Linked DNA regions of Mus musculus: all the other regions are linked to region 1. The links are chromatin contacts, called in public HiCAR-type and promoter capture Hi-C maps. All regions are on one chromosome and are shown on one strand. Each heading gives the region's core, a stretch centred on a gene start, on an enhancer-like site or on the middle of the called end of the contact. The rest is flanking DNA. Distances are from core to core; before and after follow the strand shown.

Evidence for each region. Promoter capture Hi-C pulls out the DNA fragments that hold promoters and counts their contacts. HiCAR-type assays count read pairs that join an accessible place to other places. Capture Hi-C pulls out chosen DNA fragments and counts their contacts.
Region 2: a promoter capture Hi-C map of adipose tissue shows a contact between it and region 1, with 3 times the contacts expected there. The contact joins the promoter of Xpc here to the promoter of Sec61a1 in region 1. A contact is called at or near these places in 5 of 39 promoter capture datasets (cranial neural crest, hippocampal neurons, liver and 1 more), 1 of 484 Hi-C or Micro-C datasets (natural killer cells), 2 of 115 datasets of contacts at active chromatin or transcription factors (astrocytes and thymic regulatory T cells) and 2 of 9 other capture datasets (adipose tissue and liver).
Region 3: a promoter capture Hi-C map of adipose tissue shows a contact between it and region 1, with 2.7 times the contacts expected there. The contact joins the promoter of Chchd4 here to the promoter of Sec61a1 in region 1. A contact is called at or near these places in 5 of 39 promoter capture datasets (cranial neural crest, embryonic stem cells, liver and 2 more), 5 of 484 Hi-C or Micro-C datasets (CD4 T cells, CD8 T cells, memory CD8 T cells and 2 more), 2 of 115 datasets of contacts at active chromatin or transcription factors (astrocytes and thymic regulatory T cells) and 3 of 9 other capture datasets (adipose tissue, embryonic stem cells and liver).
Region 4: a contact with region 1 is called in a HiCAR-type map of astrocytes, with 5 times the contacts expected there. The contact joins the promoter of 1810044D09Rik here to the promoter of Sec61a1 in region 1. A contact is called at or near these places in 3 of 39 promoter capture datasets (the 3T3-L1 cell line and liver), 1 of 115 datasets of contacts at active chromatin or transcription factors (astrocytes) and 2 of 9 other capture datasets (adipose tissue and embryonic stem cells).
Region 5: a promoter capture Hi-C map of pre-B cells shows a contact between it and region 1, with 5 times the contacts expected there. The contact joins the promoter of Fam136a here to the promoter of Sec61a1 in region 1. A contact is called at or near these places in 2 of 39 promoter capture datasets (neutrophils and pre-B cells), 2 of 484 Hi-C or Micro-C datasets (B cells and CD4 T cells), 1 of 115 datasets of contacts at active chromatin or transcription factors (thymic regulatory T cells) and 2 of 9 other capture datasets (adipose tissue and liver).
Region 6: a promoter capture Hi-C map of pre-B cells shows a contact between it and region 1, with 2.7 times the contacts expected there. The contact joins the promoter of Tia1 here to the promoter of Sec61a1 in region 1. A contact is called at or near these places in 2 of 39 promoter capture datasets (liver and pre-B cells) and 2 of 484 Hi-C or Micro-C datasets (CD8 T cells and regulatory T cells).
Region 7: a contact with region 1 is called in a promoter capture Hi-C map of liver, with 2.4 times the contacts expected there. The contact joins the promoter of Slc41a3 here to the promoter of Sec61a1 in region 1. A contact is called at or near these places in 1 of 39 promoter capture datasets (pre-B cells), 1 of 115 datasets of contacts at active chromatin or transcription factors (astrocytes) and 1 of 9 other capture datasets (liver).

The regions. Positions count from the first base shown.
Region 1 is chr6:88,517,533-88,520,060 of GRCm38.p6, forward strand. Sec61a1 (Sec61 alpha 1 subunit (S. cerevisiae)) reads right to left here and starts at 1,268. Exons shown (of 12, transcript NM_016906.4): 1 at 1,154-1,268; 2 at 839-906. The coding sequence starts at 1,160.
Region 2 is chr6:91,514,622-91,517,149 of GRCm38.p6, forward strand. Xpc (xeroderma pigmentosum, complementation group C) reads right to left here and starts at 1,267. Exons shown (of 16, transcript NM_009531.2): 1 at 1,085-1,267. The coding sequence starts at 1,178. Lsm3 (LSM3 homolog, U6 small nuclear RNA and mRNA degradation associated) reads left to right here and starts at 1,414. Exons shown (of 4, transcript NM_026309.2): 1 at 1,414-1,457; 2 at 2,427-2,528. The coding sequence starts at 1,437.
Region 3 is chr6:91,472,155-91,474,682 of GRCm38.p6, forward strand. Chchd4 (coiled-coil-helix-coiled-coil-helix domain containing 4) reads right to left here and starts at 1,269. Exons shown (of 3, transcript NM_133928.2): 1 at 1,162-1,269. The coding sequence starts at 1,183. It overlaps Tmem43 (transmembrane protein 43), which reads left to right and starts at 1,553. Exons shown (of 12, transcript NM_028766.3): 1 at 1,553-1,744. The coding sequence starts at 1,733.
Region 4 is chr6:91,439,726-91,442,253 of GRCm38.p6, forward strand. 1810044D09Rik (RIKEN cDNA 1810044D09 gene) reads left to right here and starts at 1,262. Exons shown (of 2, transcript NR_038153.1): 1 at 1,262-1,433; 2 at 1,717-2,030. 4930471M09Rik (RIKEN cDNA 4930471M09 gene) reads right to left here and starts at 1,129. Exons shown (of 3, transcript NR_045980.1): 1 at 636-1,129.
Region 5 is chr6:86,364,389-86,366,916 of GRCm38.p6, forward strand. It overlaps Fam136a (family with sequence similarity 136, member A), which reads left to right and starts at 1,258. Exons shown (of 3, transcript NM_025591.3): 1 at 1,258-1,431; 2 at 2,222-2,362. The coding sequence starts at 1,345.
Region 6 is chr6:86,402,953-86,405,480 of GRCm38.p6, forward strand. It overlaps Tia1 (cytotoxic granule-associated RNA binding protein 1), which reads left to right and starts at 1,267. Exons shown (of 13, transcript NM_011585.4): 1 at 1,267-1,570. The coding sequence starts at 1,545. n-TGccc4 (a tRNA gene) reads left to right here and starts at 941; the gene lies at 941-1,011.
Region 7 is chr6:90,603,614-90,606,141 of GRCm38.p6, forward strand. It overlaps Slc41a3 (solute carrier family 41, member 3), which reads left to right and starts at 1,267. Exons shown (of 11, transcript NM_027868.2): 1 at 1,267-1,395.

The sequences.
Region 1 (2,528 bases), core at 18-2,517:
TAGAAGCACAAAGTATCCATGTGAATGCCAACTACAAATGCCAGATGTGAATATATGACAGTCTGAAAAAAAAAAAAAAACCCAAAATACCAAAAAAAACAAAACAAAACAAAAAAAACCCCAAAACCAAAACCAAAAAAAACACCAAAAACCAAACCAGGAACACAAAGTAGATTTACTGTTTTCTGAGCCCATGGGCCTGGACTTTCCTTCACCGGGCACTCTCACACTAGGAACATTTATTCTTGGGCCGAAGCTGCCTGCCACAGAAATTCTGATTAAGATTCACATTAAGCATTAAGGTGCTACAGTTCTCTCCTTCCTTGTTTTAGAGCACCTGCTGTCAATGGCAGCAGACTTCACTAGTGCATGTAAACTCGATGCTGGGGCAGCATACATTCAAATAAAAACCACAAACACGTTCATATCGATTACACGACTCGATTTTTCCTTTGGAAACCAGATACCGAAGTCACCTCCCACACGAAACAAACACCCCATCATCTGCTCCTGCTGGAGGTGAAGAACGGAGGGTAACTCAATCTGGGATCCTAACTGAGGTCTTAATCAATCACTGCTCAGACCCACTTTCGGACTAGGCAAACCTGAGGCTTTGTTAACCACTATCCACTAAAGATGCTCCTAACGAGACAAGGTGTTGGGAGAATTCCCACACAACCGGGTCACCTTTCAACGGCTCCCGTGAGTATCCCAGCACACACAGCTACACTCCAGAGGGGCAGTTTTCACTCGGTGTGCTGAGGCCATTTTTAATTGTACTGTAAACTCCCAGCGCCCAATTTTGCAAGTCTTCTTTGACCACCATCTGGGGACTTACCTTTCTCTCTGGCTTCTGAATTTCCGGCAAGATGACACAGAATGGCTTGATGACTTCCAGAAATTTGACTTTGATGGAAGAAACAGAAAGAGAAGGAGTTAGGTACGGAGTAACTTGAGGGCACCTGAGGGAGCCCGGCACGATGAGAGCCGGGCGTGGGCGTGCGGGGACCCAGAAGGCTCGGTCTAGGGGCGCGGGAACGAGTCCCCCAGGCAGGCCGCGTTCCGCCAGGATCGGGAAGCACGGCGGGCGAGCGCCCAAACGGGGAAAGGCGACGCATCCTGGCTGCGCCGGGGTGGCCCCCAGGAAACTCACTCGCCATGGCGGCGGCTGATCCGACTACACGCCCGGCCCCGACTGCGCTCCACTTCGAGTGAGGAGGCGCTGCTAGCTCCGGAGCGCGCTTCCTCGACCGAGAGACACGTCAGTGATAGCCCGGCGGCGAGCGGCGCGGCGAGGCGGGGCCGGGGATGGGCCACCGGCCGCTTCCGCTTCCTGCCACGCGCGCCCGCCGCGCCGCCTGCGCCAAGACCACAACTCCCGGCATGCAGCAGGAGCAGAGAGGCTGTCGGGAAGACGACTGTCGGGCCACACCGGAACTGGGCGTGTGCAGCTGCGCAGACTCTCCCGGAAGTGAGGGCCAAATCAGCCCTTGTTACTAGTGGACGCTTCGTGGTGGTGTTGGCCCTACGAAGCAGGCGATTCGGCTTTCCGTGTCGGTGGCCCTCAGTACCAGTGATAGCATGTCGCGACCCAGTAGGCCTCAGCTGCTGCTCGTCACGCACGACAGAGCAGCAGTGTGCTGAATCCTACCCTGCATGGCTTACCCTACCCTACAATACCCTCCTGGGTGCTGTAGGCTGCCTCCAAGGATGTCTGAGCTCATGCATTTGAGGACGTTCGGCAAAGGCCGGGTCTGGCGGCTCTGGGTGGGCTTTGGCGCAGCGCATTCCAAGAAGGCCTTTGGAACTGGAGAGTTAGGAGAGATGAAGAAACCGAGCCAAGCCTTGCAGCCCCATATCTTCAGGGAAAAGAATACATCTGGGCTGGAGGAAAGGGTGTGCGAAGGGGACTGGGCAAGGTGGGGCAACATGAAACTTACTCTTTAGTGGGATCTCTGATCTCAGTGCTGTGTGCTGTCTGAAATCGACTTCTTGCTGTGCACCCTGAGTGCTGAGTTTCATGCAGCCAAGTCCTGACTTCAACGGAGAGGTTTGCTGTGGCCACGTCCTTAGAAACATTCTAGACAGCCAGCCCCATGTCATTGATAGGACATTTATATTTAATTTGGCATTAAGTTGCATGTGCGTACACAAATATAGATGGGTTTAGGGGAAAGCACTAAGTCAATATACTTAGCACAATGTGAGGTTTTTGTTTTCGATTCTTTAAGCTAGGTCTCTAGGTAGCCCTCGATACCACTATGTAGACTAGGCTGGCTTCAGATTCACAGAGATCCCACCTGACTGCTCTGAGTGCTGGGACTAGCCGTGCATGTGCCACCACAGCAGGCCACAATGTGAGGTTTTTGAAACAGAGGTGCAGTGTTTTTGCATGTACACATTTTAAAGATTTAATTATTAAATATTAGAGACAGATGCCTAAAGAGACAATAAAATCTAAATGAAGTTTTGATTAAGTATTTCTTTGAGATTTATTTTTATTGTTTCTGTGCTCACGTAAGTATGAT
Region 2 (2,528 bases), core at 17-2,516, 3.0 Mb after region 1:
ATCCCTGTGATCAGGAGGATTAGACCGGAAGTCAGACTTCTAGACCAGCCAGCTGTTTAAATAAACAGGAAAAAAAAAAATCAAAATAAGAATATCTGAAACGGAAAGATCCAGATTTCTAGGCCAGCCTGCTGTTTAAAATAAACAGGAAAAAATCAAAACAAGAATATTTGGAAAGGAGACAGAATTGTGACAGCCTCTAAATCCTGTAGGAAACCAGCTAAGTGAGGAAGATGCTATACTTGCAGAGCGCAAGTCTGAGGGGGTTTTAGATAAGAAGACAGAGGCATGAGGTTTTGTTGTTCTACATCCGTTTGGCTGCTAGATGATGACCTGAGGCAGACAGATGAGAGGAAGCCAGAAAAGAAGCAACGTGAAGTTCACTTACTCAATTGTGGACAGGATCTCCAGCTATAAAATTAAAGAGAATTAGGTACAGATTTCATTGGTTCCGAAGCTGACTGGACTTGCTGCCGAACTGGCAGTTAAGAAAAGGTGTGATTTATTGAAATGGAACAACTGGAGGATGGATTTGTTTAAGAGGGAAGATGGAAGTTTTGCTTTGTTCAAGATCTAGGTAAGAAGCGCATTCTAGCCAGGGCGCAGTGGCAGACACGGGTTAATCCTAGCTCTAGGGAGGCAGAGACAGGTGGATCTCTTGAGTTTGAGGCCAACCCGGTCTACAAAGTAAGATCCAGAACAGCCAGGGCTACACAGAGAAACCTTGTCCGGAAAAACAAAGCAACAACAACAAAGCACATCCTAAACTCTGGAGTTACACTGGATGGCAGTCGGGAATTTGGAGAGAGATCTCGCACGCACTAGAGTCTCCCTCCGTCTTGGTTTTGGGGTCTCCTTGAGACACCTGGTAACTGCGAAGCTTTCTGCTGCTCAGCCTTCAACACTTGCTTAGAGGCTGAACTTGGCTCTAATGGTTAACAGAGGGGTTTAAGGCTGATAGCAGAGGCCCTCGGGGACGCCGCGCACCCGGCCGTGGAGACCTTGCCACAGGCGCAGATCCGCTCCGCCGCCCGCACCAGCCTCAGCCACCACTGCCTGGCATGTTGCAGACTCGGCCTCTCACCCGCAACGCTCTCCTCGTGCCGGGCTACTTTGTTGTCCTCGGTTTTCTGGCCCCGCTTCCGCCGCCTTCCGTCTGCGGTGCGCTTTGGGGCCATGCTAGCCAGAGGCGTTCCTCGGGACTACCGCGCAGGACGCCGCAGGTCTCCGCGTGCCCGCCCCGCCCGGAGGCGGGCCACGCCTGGCCGCGCCCCCAGCCCAGGGTAGGACCACGCCCTCGAAGGAAGCCCCGCCCCCATGCAAACTACGAGGGCGCGAAGGGACAAAAATAATATAGTTCGCCTTCAGTGCGTGGCGGCCTAAGGTTTCTGAGTTCCTGTTCCCGCGAGAGGTGGAAAGGGCGCAGCGTTTGAAACATGGCGGACGACGTAGATCAGGTAAGTTTGACCTGAGGCGTTCGAAGAGGAAATGCTTTCGCTTCTCGCTTTTTCCACGCTTCCCGTGGGATGGCCCTTTTCTTTTTTTCCGAGTCACCACGGCCTTCCGTAGCCGGGCCTGCTCCTGAAACCTCCGTAGGCCCAGAGTTTCTCAACCCGCCCGTCTACCCATCGCGCTCGTCGTCGCCCTTTCTCTGTAGAATGAATGCAGGCGGCTGGAGATGCCCATCTCTGGGAGCTAGCTGTCGGGATTCCGACAGAAAGCGGGAGGTCGTAGCAGGACACCAGTTTAGCAATCCGAGTGAACACGGGGGGCACAGGCAGTGGTTCCCTTGGAGTGAATTACGAGGGGAGGTCAGAGGAAAGGTGCAGTTCTAGGAGATGGAGAAACTGCTAGAGATGGAGTATGAAGAAAACAAGCAAAGATCTGGTACACAGGCCAACAGAAGGGCCTACGGGCCTCTGCACCTACCCTTCCCTATTTCTTAGGTAGCTGGTGTACCTTGGCCACCAAAATGTCTTTCACACCCTCACATGCACACACAGCCCCTGCACACACACACACACACACACACACACACACACACACACACGTACGTACGTGCTACCCTACTGTGTTTCTCTCCAGAGCATGTTGTTTTAAATATGTATAGCCCCTGCACACACACACACACACACACACACACACACGTATGTACGTACGTACGTGCTACCCTACTGTGTTTCTCTCCAGAGCATGTTGTTTTAAATATGTATTTATTTAAAGTGTTTCTTCCACAACTAGAGTGTAAGTTCCTTAATGGGGATTTATTGGGGCTGGAGAGGTGGCTTGGCAGATAAGAGCGCTTGCTGATCTTGGAGACAACCCTGGTTGTGTACTAGCACCCACATGCTGCTCTCTCAGCTGACCAGTGATTGAAACACCACCCGGCCTCTGTATCCTATGAGTAAGCCTTTGCCTTTCCTCAGCAACAGACCACCAATACCGTAGAGGAGCCCCTGGATCTGATCAGGCTCAGCCTGGATGAGCGAATTTATGTGAAAATGAGAAATGACCGAGAGCTTCGAGGC
Region 3 (2,528 bases), core at 19-2,518, 3.0 Mb after region 1:
TGTAAATCCATCAAGAGGGGTAGAAATGTTTATCTGCATAGCCTCCTTAACTCAAAGACTCGTCATCAACCTACCAACTAGGTTGGAGGAAACAAAAGTCATCCTAGGAATCCGCCTAACAGTGCTGGGTCAAGGACTTTCGTATGCGGAACACCAAGTGCTAACCAACAGAAACAGTCCTCGGGAGAGGCACCAATGATGATGCTGGGAAGGAGGGGGTTCTACAGCGGACTGGGGCCTTCTAACTGGATGTATGGCCTTGGGTGGATCACTTCCTCCTTTGTACCTCATGTTCTCTAGACTTAAGAGTAAAGGAGCTGAGAATTCTGGGTGAACCAAGTCTCTCTGTAGCTTTGTATTCTCAAGAGCCCTCCAACTCTTTCCTGCCTTGGGCACGTGCTTCGTGAATACCAGAGTAAATGACGCCTGATCTCTCAATTTACAGGAGTGGAAACTAGGGCCTGGCGGGTTTGGCAGCTCAGACATAAGAAGCCAGTCAGTGCTGGGAGACCTTAGAGCAACAGATTGGTCTGGATTCTTCTGGGTTGCTGCTTACAGGTAACAACAGGTAGTGAGTGGTCCTCAACGTGGCTAGAAATGACGGAAGAAAGGAAGCTCTTTCATAGCGGGTCCCGGTTTCGTGACCTGATGTGGGTTCCTGGATCGAGTAACCTGTCTTAATTTTCCGTTTGATAAGACGTGGACAGTAAGGGAACCCGACATATAAAAATGGCTACGTTAAGTTTAAAAGCGTGCCTAGTACACAGAAGGCGCTCACTAAATGCTCCTGCCAGATGCACTTCAGCACGCCCACTCTAGCCCAAGCGGTAATTTTTCGGGATAGCTAAAAAGCCTGGGCGGGATAGAACCACGTGGGGAGTGCTAGGAGCGACGGTGTCTAATTCCTAACAGTCCCCGATTCCCAGCCAGAGACAACGTGCTCCACACTGGCCAGGCCCACGTGAGGCCCTCCGAGGCCCGGGTTCGGGCTTCACCTTGACCTTGGACCGGCCTCGTTCCTCACGGAGCCTCTGCCTCTCTCGTCTGGAAACCGCCGCGTGAGGCCCACTAAAGGGCCCACAGCCGCTCGGTGGAGACCACTTGATCGCGTGTCTCTCGCAGGCCCGTCCCGGCCGGTCTCCATGGCAGCGCCCGACTCACCTTCCTGCCGGCAGTAGGACATGGTTGTTCCCGACAGTCCTCTGCAGCTCGCAGAGGCAGCGGGCGCGGCTGGAGCGGATACACCTTCTCGCCGTGACCTCCCTCGCCGCTTCTCAGGCCTGGCGGGTGGCACTGAGGCCCGCACAGACCCGCCCCCTCCAGGCCTGCCCGCCGCGCGCCTGCCTCCGCGCGTCCTAAGCACCAGAACCGCTTCTCAGTCGAAAACTACACTGACCAGCAGCCCTTGCGCCTCTCCAACTAGACCGATACTACATTTCCCAGAAATCTTGCAGCGCGCACGCGCACCAGTGAAATACAGTGGTTTGTAATTTTGTGGCGAACGTGTCAGACGTCGGACTACATTTCCCAGCAGCCCTTAAGATGCGCACGCGCAGACAACTTGAGGCTTAGGCAGGGCGGTAACTTTTGTCCTGCGTCCCGCCAGGTCCTGGATTCCACGAGAAGTCTTGCAGCTCTGTGGCAGACAGGAGGTCACCGTATTCTGCGTTCCGGTCGTCAGCCCAATTCCTAGCGGAATAGAGCAAGACGGCGGCAGCGAACCAAGCCCACCATGGCAGCGAACGTAAGTGCTTCCTGATGCCCGGGTGACACCATCATCCGGGCCGCTTTTTCCCTGGATCCGCGCTGGGTCTTACAGGGGTGCTACCCCAGTGGGTGCAGCTGCCCTCAGCTCTCTGAGCTTCTCCATCTCGGGCTGCGCGTTTGTGGGCCTCAGCAATTAGTCGAGTCCGCTCGTGCACGGCTGCTTCTTCCACTCCTAGTTTCTCTCTGGGCCCCTGGGGATACGAAACTTGGGGAACTTGGGGAACTGAAGGACCACGGGGAAAGTGTCTATTGGTGAGCAGACTGATGAGGTGATCCTGCCCAGGTGGAACTGTCCAGCAAATGCTTCTTTGGTCTTCGCTCCCTAGGGGGTGTGTACTCAAAGGCTGTGTGATGCTACTGTAGCTGGACTAGCCTGGCTGGATGACGTGGAGAGGGAGACTTTTCTCTGCTGCCGGGTTCCTGGTGCACTGATTTGGTTAGAGCCCCTAGCTGAGGATAGTTCACCCAGACCTCTGGCCTCTTCCTACTGCAACTAGTCCTTAAGAATTTTCCTAGTGAATCTTAACATTCATTCAACAAACGGAGCAACACCACCTACTAGGGGACTGGGTGTGGGAGAAGCCGGTGAGTCACCAGTGCCTCTGGTGAAAGCGCCTCTGAAGCCATCTCAGGAGCACTGCCAGCCCCAGGCACACCCTTACTCCCTCCTTGGTAGAGTGTCACTACAGCCCTCCTTGGGCCTGTTACACCCTCTTCCCAGGCCCCTCCTCAGTCCGGCAGACTTCACCTCCTGGGAGGCC
Region 4 (2,528 bases), core at 12-2,511, 2.9 Mb after region 1:
ATATGAGGGACAGGATACTAGAATCAGACTGAGAGAATGGTTGGGTGTGTGCCCTGGGGAGTTAGGTCTGTGTGTTTGTGCTGTTTTGCCATTCATCCAATGATGGACACCCACACTGAGTCCATGACTTAACAAGTGCTGTACAGGAGTTTATATTCCTTCAGGCGTGGCACAGTCCTGGGCAAGTTATGAAAGGAGTCAGATTAAATCTCTAGATGTTTTCAGGAGAGGCTGCCAGCCCTAACAGCTGCCACACATCCCTCCATATACACCCCCACCACAGATGATGGCTTCTGTGTAGTCCAATGAGAAAATTTTCTTCTTAGGGTACTTTTTAAAACATTTTTGAGACCTGTATAATTAGTCCATTTGTGTCATGAGAAAACTTCGTTTCAGCTGTTTGTTTTTTCAATAAGATGACTTTCCTTAACAGGCAAAAAAGCAGTACTCATCTTTATTATTGATTTGAGATAGTATATATATATTCAGGAAAGTTGTCTTAATTTCACATTAATTACATACATTGCTTTCCTCCTTTATCTTTATACATAAAATAGGCTGTTGATATATCTTGAAGAATTTTAAAGGATATTAAATGTTTGATTAAAAAAAAAAAAGGAGTTCGTGCTGAATACCTGTTCTCTCAGCGAACACTCACTCAATCACAAAGCAAATGTCAGTGTTTCTTCTGGAAAAAATCTTATCCAAAGTTTACAATCAAAATTACAAATGGATGGGATTAGCTCTTAAACATACTAAAAGATGTATCATAGATGTAAAACCAACTGTTTTACAGTTTTCGAGCTCACTCTCATGTGGTTCCACATACTCTGGTTCCAGGAGTTAGTGCTACGGGGCCTGCTCACTCACCCCACAAAAAAATGAGCGATAAGACTGAGGGCGGGAGGTCATTATGAGCTGGTCGCCCGGGAGGGCGAGTTTGGACCGTGCAGTACCTTGCTAGCTGAACAGGACAGGGTTAATGTCTAGAATATACAAAGACTCAAAAAATGAATACCTAGAAGTCAAGTGATGGGCTACGGATATGAGAATACAGTTCTCAAGAGTGTTCAAACGGCCAGTTCCACCCGAATATGAACCGACAGCTAGAATGCCAAGGTAGCTGCACGGGACCTTCCTGCTAGACTGAAGCGCTAGCAATGGAGAAGCTGGGCGGAGCCTCCAGTGCAGTAGCGGCGACGGCGCGGTTACATGACGTCATCCTGAGGCGCTGGCCAGTAGCGTCATCAGTTTGAGCCGCTTTCCTTGCCTTGGTCCCTGAGAACCGTCTTCCGACCCTTCCTCCTTCGGTGCTGACTGCTCCCGCGGCTCTTTACGCTGAGATGTTTCACTGACTTCTGCCTGAGATCTGGAAAAGGAACACTGCCCAATAGATGAACATGTGTGAAAAATAACTTCCAAGGAACATCATGGTACTAAGTATCAAATGGAAAGGGAAAGCGAGCAGGCATATTTCTGCCATGGCAGAAACAGCTCTCATAGGCTTCAGAAATAGCCTCCTCCCCGCCGCACCCCACCCCCACCCCCGAGTTCGTCTTCCTCCTGATGCGGGAGGCTTGACTCCAGGTGTTGTTTAGTTTCCTTATCAGTAGCACGTGATGGGGTTCACATATCCACTGCCAGGTCTAGTGGTTGCTGCTTGTTACTAATCCCGAGGCTATCCTCAGATCCCTCATCTCTTCCGCTTTCTTACAGTGCGCAGGGACTGTGCTAAACAGAAAACTGTCAGTCACTGCGGGAATGTGCCTCCCTGATCGCCGCGATCGCCCGCTGCCGCAGCTGTTTCTCCTTCACACGCATAGGCTCCCTGTCTTGCATGGGAGGGAGCAGACCCAGGGGACACCAGACCAACTTGAGTTCACATGGGTTGACTATCCACACCTCTCTCCTCTGTCTTTGGTATCCCGTGAAGTGTGCTGTGTCTCCTCTACCCTGTGATTCCTGTTCATCTCAGGAAGCAGCTGAAAGGGTCAGGAAGGTCCTGGGACATTAAACTACTGTTTGGATGATGTTTGTCTACACTCATTTTCTGGGGAATGATGCGGCTGCCAGACCACGTTAGTGGTCAACTGTCAGGAGTCACATGTGTCCTGAGTCCCTGTGGCCTGAGGGCTCCAGCTATCCCTTCAGTTCTTGGCACAGAGATGTGCTCATGACTGCTGAGCAAGGACAGCTCACAAATCTGTCAGGTTCGAGAGCTCTTCTGCTTGACCCCCTCACTACAGAGGAGGCATCTGGGACCTCACTGCCTCTGGATGTACATCCACTATCCCTCTTCCCAAAATCCCCACAATCACACCTGGACTCATGCTTCAGGTTTCTGTCCAAGGGCTCCAGCTCCCTTATGGCTGGTCCTGTGATGAGGCAAACCATCGTGGTGGCTGGTGAGCAGAGTGACTTGTCTTAAGGTGGACAGAAAGCAGAGAGAAGGAAGGGACCATGATCAAAACATACCCATACAAGTCACTTACTTTAACAAGTAGGCCTACTTTTACTAGTTCTGCCAT
Region 5 (2,528 bases), core at 8-2,507, 2.2 Mb before region 1:
ACCTGGTCTGTTGGGTGACCACTGCCATCGCCCTGGCTCCAGCTGCTCCTGGAAGATCCCTGTAAGTCCGGCTTCAAGTAGTGGACACATTTTATCCCCAACCCTGGTATCTGAGAGAGGGAAAGCCCAGCCATGGAGGAACACAGCTTTTCTCAAAGGACAATGGGTTGTGTGGCTTTTCCTACCCTCAAAACAGAGCTAGCCTGCCATCTAGTGGCGAATCACAGCAAGTGCCTAAAATCTCAAGCACTCTTCACACGCTAGTCTTTTTTTTTTCGTTCCAGGCTATTCCACAAAGCTTCAACCTTTTTTTTCTGTTTTGCCCTCTGAAGCTTCCCGTACCTGCCTGTCATTCTTTTCCTTCTCCAGAGTGCCAGGCAAGGGCCTTCTAGTTCAATACAAAAATTCAATGCTAGCTCGCCGAGAGAGATTTCCCGAAACACTCGAACTTTCCCTTATCTCTATGGGACCACTTATAGCCCAAGCTCTTCTAACGCAGCCTTTAGTAGCCCTCTTCCTAACCTAATGATGCTCCCCTCTGCATCGGCCCATGGGAAGAAGGGACCACTTGTGTTTCAGAGATGACTGCATAAGACAGTAGAAATGGGAACACGAGAGCACATGGCTGACAGAACCAATCCATTCAGAAACAGCTCGCCCTTACTCAACGGTCTCGCTATCTACAGCCCCTCCATACCCCCACACTACTCTTGAGACAATCTAGAATACCGTACCCTTTACTCGCAGTAACTAGTAACTCGGCATAAATGTTCACCAGCTGGGGAATTGACAAAGCAAATTGTGGTATGTACATTTAATGAAATTCTGTTCGGCAACAAAAAGAAACCAAGACAAAGATAGCAATAATAAAATCTGATCGAGCTGTACAAGAGCTGCTAATTACATTCGCTTTTTTAAAATTGGGATTGACAGAGGGAGAGAGAGAAAGAGAGGAAGAAAAGAAGTCAGACGACGAAGAGATCTTTGGCCACCAAAAGCCTGGCTCCACGGAAGAACCAGCGGCGCGCCCGCTGTCTCCTGCCTGAAGTTGCTTAACCTAGACGCCAGGGGGCGATGAGGATGCGGGAACGGGAACGCTTACTGAGGACAAGGGCGCAATGGCCAGGGGCCAGGGCGAGGTACTCGGAAGACTGTGCGGTGACTCGGTGGGGGGTCGGGCTCAGCGCAAAGGGGCGGGACTCACTAGCTAGGGGCGGGGCGCAGCCGAGGGCGGGGCGAAGCCGGAGGGTGGGACTCAGTGGCTTGAGAAGCCCGCACGGGCGCAGGGGGCGGGGCGCAGCGGGTGCACACGCGGGCGCCGGCGCGGCTGAGCTCAGGGTCGCCATGGCGGAGGTGCAGCAACTCCGAGTGCAGGAGGCTGTGGACGCCATGGTGAAAAGTGTGGAGAGAGAGAACATCCGGAAGATGCAGGTAGCGGCGCGGTCCGGCGCCCAAACGGGATTGGAAACTCGGGCGGGGGTGGCGCGGTGACGTTCGAGCTCCGGGCCTCGCGTGGGGCGGTTTCCTCCCACCTGGCCTCGGTGACGAGCGTTCGGCCGCCCCTGAGGTGATCTGGCGCGAGGCTCGGAGGGACCGGCCCAGGAGAACCACCAGACCGAAATCCCTTCGGGCCGTCCTGCGCTGATTTAGATGCCACGAACCCTGAACGCCCGTGAGCGTGGGCCCCGTCTCCCTCACCCTACTGGCCTCGCTTAACTTCACCCCTTAATCACCCTCTACTGTTTCGATCGCCTTGTGGGGCGTTGACTAGCCAGGCCGACCTCTGAACTCTGCTACAGAAATACAAAAACTGATTTTCAGAACGTGGTTTCTTCCGGTTCAGTCTTGGGTACATTATCTTATCAGTGAGCTCATAGCAGCACACAGGGTCTCTTTTAACCCAGGTTGACTTCCAACCCCCGATCTTCCTGCCTTCACCTTTGGAGTGCGAGGATTACAGGCATGGGCCACCACCCTGGCTTTGTGCTGTGCGGAATGGAACGCAAGGCTTTCTTAGAACTAGCAAGCGCGCTCCCAAGAACATATATCCCCATCCTACAAATGTTAGGCCTGGTAACCGTCCCAGTCTTACGAAGTCCTGATGATACGGCGGGAAAAATAAAACAAAACAGGTAGAGAAGCATGGCCTCCAAGGCCTTGTCCTTCGAGAGCTGTCCTCAGAGTCTTTCCAGTCTCACCAGGCTCTGTCTTCGCTCCCCAGGGCCTCATGTTCCGGTGCAGCGCCAACTGCTGTGAAGACACCCAAGCATCTATGCAGCAGGTGCACCAATGCATCGAGCGCTGCCATGCGCCTCTGGCTCAAGCCCAGGCTCTGGTCACCAGCGAGCTGGAAAGGTTCCAGGTCAGGAATGCCTCACAGCTCCCAAGTCCTTGAACAGCAGCTCCTTGGCAGGGGATGAGAAACACTCGTTCTGCCTTAGGTCCTGTCAACACTGGTGGGAGCCCTGGTGTCCGTGAGGGTTGATATTCTGGAAGAAGCCCTGGGTGTGCTGTTAAGTTGTGCTATA
Region 6 (2,528 bases), core at 17-2,516, 2.1 Mb before region 1:
TCCCAAATGTGGGGTGGTGGTGGCTCATGCTTTTAATCCCAGCATTAGGGAGGCAGAGGCAAGAGGATCTTTTGAGTTTGAAGCTAGTTTAGTCTACAGAGCTAATTCCAGGACAGCCAGTTCTGCACAGAGACCCCCTGTCTTGAAAAACAGAAAAGTTGAAAGAAAAGAAGGAAGGAAAGGAGGGAGGAAGAAGGAAAGAGAGAGGGAATCCCAAATATGGCAGAGTACGCAATTGGTTCTCAACCTGTGGGTCGCGACCCCTTTACCACCCCTCTATCGCTGAAAGTATTTACATTACAATTCATATCAGTAACAAAATTACAGTTATGAAGTAGCAACAAAAGTACTGTTATGGTTGGGGTCACTACAATGCCAGGAACTGTATTAAAAGGTCGCAACATTAGGAATCTTGAGGACCACTGATGTAAAAGAACGACATTGGATACAAAAACTTTCACGTCTTTAATAAATGCTTTACATAATATGTATAGTGTAATAAGAAAGGATAAAAAAAAGTACCGGAACCACATTCCAGAGCCATAACTCTGAACCCTAAGCAAGGGCTGACTGTTGAGATTCTTCTCACCAATTTGCAACAGTAACTCTGTTATTACCAGCTTTTCGATTACATTGGGTATACAAAAGAAATCCAGACATAAATATGATTCCTGCTCGCAAAGTATTGCTTATTGTCAAGTAGACCTTATTTTCTTACCACAACTCTTACTTCTAAATAATAAGCAAAAATGAAAGTCGAGATTTTTCTCAAACAGCCACTCAACAGCATTGGTATGAGAAAGAATGAATCGTTTCATAAAGCAACGGAAAAAGTGCAAGTATCAATTCGTTCTAATTTTCATTTACATAAATCAAGAATCCAATAGGCAGAGATACTAACGTATCTCCTATGAGTTTTCGGACGCCCAAATCCTCAACAGCGCCGCTGGTGTAGTGGTATCATGCAAGATTCCCATTCTTGCGACCCGGGTTCGATTCCCGGGCGGCGCATGTCTTTTCTCTCTTTAAATAGTGTGCAAAAAGAAAATTTTCCTGCTAGAAAAACACCTGCTATTTTATTTCTTTAACCTCCCCAAGGATTTTTAATTTCACTATATAATTCACAAATGAAACACTCCGCTCTGAAACTACAGAAATCCTAAACTACTGGCATTGCGTCTGCGCACTCTGAGCCATCCCTTGCCTGGTGGCAGCGCGGCTGCGCACCAAGTGAACCCCGTCCTTGAAGCCTAAACCCGGCTGCCAGGAGGGTGAGCATGCTAGCTGGCTGTGCGCATGCGCGGCACGGGTCACTCGGCTGCCGGCTCCTAGGCGTCCGGCTCGCCGCCATCTTGGATCGGGGTTTCATTGTTCGCGGTAGGCCGGGCCTTTTTTTGTGTAATCGCTGCCAAAGAAGAAAGCGAAGTAGCCTCCGGTCAAGCGAGGAGGCCGGCTCTTCCGCAGCCATAGCCCGCCTCAAGGATTTGGGAGGTAGCGAAGGGCAGGGAGCTGGACCCTGAGGTGCCGCCGCGACCGCAGCAGCCATGGAGGACGAGATGCCCAAGACTCTGTGAGTCTGGAGCAGCGTTGAGGGAGGCGGGATGGTGGTCGCCCCGTAGGGAGGCCGCGGCCCTGCGCCTCTCTGCAGCCTATTGTTCTCCGTGGACGCCGCGCTGTGGTGGTTCCTCCCTCCCGTGCGCACGCCAGGATGCTTAGAGCCGAGCCGGGCCGAGAGGACGATGGCGGGAGAGGGGCTCGGCCCCTGTCACCCCTCGGCTGGCTGCACCCGCGGCCCCCAGACCTGGAGGAAGGACTTTTCATTCAAAGCTCTCCTCAGGACTCGGCACGTCCTCCTGGAGTCCCATGCTTGCGTCCTTTTTTTCCCCGCCCCCTCTTTTCGATGAATCTTTTCCAGATTTCCATCTGGAACGTCCTTTCTCTTTTCTTTTGGTAGGATTTTTTTCATTTTTAATTCTTGAAGGCTGAGGTTAAAAACTTTATACTTGCAGTTGAGAACTGGAAAGAAAAAAAAAAAAAAAGCCAGACATCTTTCTCGAAGGTCTTCGGCTTTCCCTCTGTAGTACTCCCCTGACCCTCGACCAAAAAACCTAACTGGACACCCAAGGATGTTGAAACCGTTCTTAAAAAATGGAAATCTCACTCGGAGGGATGCATCTACCGAGGGAAAGTGGGTTTCATTAAAACATATTTACCACCATTTGCGACTAGTGGTTGACATTTTTATTAATGGAGTAACTGTGGTCAGTCAGGTGTAAGCATCTTTAGTGAATATTTTGTAACTCGAGTCTAGGATATTGTCTTTGTCATGTAACTTCCCCTTGCATTCTTTGTTTTTCAACGCACGGGTTGAGGCGGTTGTGCCTTTGTTGGGTTTCACAGGGCAAAAAAGAAAAGCTCAAGAAATTGTGGGTTTTGGTTGTTGTTTTTTTCTCCCGGTATATTTGAAGATTGCAACTTGATGTATCGTGCATATAGTTCATATAAATGAAGTAGGATGAACATGTATC
Region 7 (2,528 bases), core at 17-2,516, 2.1 Mb after region 1:
GGAGGGATCAGGGGCTGAGGTCCAGGGTTCTCTTCAAGACTGTGACACCAGTTATTGCTTTTCCCTGTTCTAGTCAGACCTAAGATTCTGCTACCCCCCACCTGCCCACAGTGCCTCAGTCTGGGAATCAAACTCGTTAAACCTTTATGAAACCTTCAAAAGTATGGGCTAAAATAAACCCTTTTCTTTGTATAAGTTGATTTTGTTACAATAAATGAAAGCATATCAACATGGAGTTCAAGGTTCATGGATGGCTATTCCTGGTGACGCCTCCCTCCTACTGTCTTTCTATGTCTCACCTGCATGCACACAGGGAGAATGAGCTGGCAGGGTCTCTTCCTGAGAGGACTCCAGTCGCATTGTGACTGCACCCTGTGACTTCACTTGTTCATTGCTACCTCTTACATAAGCTGGATTGACAAATGCAATCACTTTGGGAGCTTGGAATTCAGCACTATATTTTGACAATGTAAGCCATCCAGTCTGTAAATTCTCCTAACATGTGGAACACTGTCATCTGTTTTTGTTTTGTTTTTCATTTGCTGGGGACAGAATCCAGGAACTGGGCTTGCATCTCCCCGGGCCTTGCCCTGTCATACTTTTTTTGTGTTGTATTCTTCAAAACTACTGTCTTACAGGTCTTGCACATCCGGTTTCTGCAGGTGCAGTTGGCAGCTTAGAATCCAGCCAGGGCTCAGGATTCTTGAATCAGCCAAGAGCCATAAGTGGGGGCACGGGATAGATTGTAGGAGCTGGTGTCCACTGAGGCTCACCACTGCTGGCTGAGTCTTCCAAGGCTGTATCTTGATAAGAGTGAGAGGATCACACATGTTGAAGGACAGAAGAACTTTCATGACACATACACAAGTGTTCAAAGGTGAAATATTCAGAAATGTCAGATTGAAAACTGAACAGGCAAATGTGTATCCTAAGGGAAGCTGGCCCTTGCAGTGTGCTACTGGAGGCTACTCCGTCGCCCAGCCCCGCCCCCGCCCGTGGCCCCGCCCGTGACCCCGCCCTACTCATGGTCCTGTTCCGGGGTCTAGCTTCTTCTTTCTTGGCCCCACCCCAAGCGGCACCGCCTCTGAGGCGTGTCATTGGGTCCTTCGGCACCCAGGGAGCATCCCTGCACACCCCACTGCTCGATCAGAGAGCTGTCCTGACTAAAAGGCTTTAAAAATTGGGTTTTTCAAGCGCCACCTCTGTGGATTGGCCCCGCCCACAACACTCGCCCAGCAACCCTCCCCTCCTGTGGCCCCGCCCCTCTGTCTGGACGCCTAGGCAGGGCGGGGCTGGCCCGCCTGCTGCCCTTCTCGCTTCCTCCCGCCGCAGGCCTCCACAGTGTCCAGCGCGCGCCTGGCCGCCTCGCTTTCGCCGCCGGCCGGGAGAGGACCGGTAAGCGCGGGCAGGAGCTGGACTGGGAGCCGGGGAAGCCAAGGGAAAGCGGAGCGTCAATGGCCCTCGGGATGGGGCGTGGGGCACAGGATCTGTCTTAGGCACACTGGGCGGGTCAGTTTGTGGCATCCTCGCTCCAAAGGTCTGCAGGGACCCGCCCCGCTGATCTCTCTCCCTCTGCCTGTGATGAACCCCAGAGCGCCTGACTCTAGGGGTTATGGTTAACTCCTTCAGCACCCCGAGATCATCCTTGACCACCCTAAGGCAGGCTCAGCGAGCTGTCCCTGCGCTCCAGGTTGTCAAGCTAGAGGTTGTTCAGACTTGAGAAGATCCCTCAGTCTACCAGATCCTTTCTATAAATCTTTTAAAACTCAGGTTTTCAAACTGCTTCTTCGCCACGGAGACCACTTAGAGACGCAGCCATTCCAACCTGACCCAGATATCTAGATGAGCTTGCTCTGCTTCCTGACGCTGGCTGGCCTCATGCTGGTACTATGGTAGCTTAAGAACCACGACTGTAAAGTAGTACAGAAGAGCCTGGAGTCAGGCCAAGTGCCCTGTAAGGAAAATATACTATAGAAGGGTATAGTGATCTCCCCTTATTGCAGGGAGTTACAAACATGTTCCCAAAGAGTGTCTGAATCCTGGAATGATATCCAGACATATAGATTGTTTTCCTAATATACATACCTATGGTAGAGCTTAACTTGTGAACTAGACACAGTAAAAGATGAACACCCCTAAGGTAGGGCAGGTGTAATCATATACTGTGATACAATTGTCACCATCACTATACTTGTGCCATTATTAAGTAGACTAAGCGTTGCTTGGCCAACAGCTCAGCCACCCTAACAACTGTTGAGAGGGTGACTAGCTGATGGGCAGCATCTGCAGCATAGATCCCTATGCCGAGGAGTGCTGCATGTTCTAGGAGGGACAGTGTAGTGTTAACTGAATCGGTCCACCATGCTGCTCAGAACTGAGCACAAAACCTACAAATTCTTTATTTCTAGAAATGTTCTCTTAATATTTTTGGTAGTAAGCAAAACCTCTGAAGGTACCCTAGGATAAAGGGTCTTACAGCGCTCCGTTCATACTCTGAGGTGGATGGTATTTTGCTCTCCCAAGGTCAC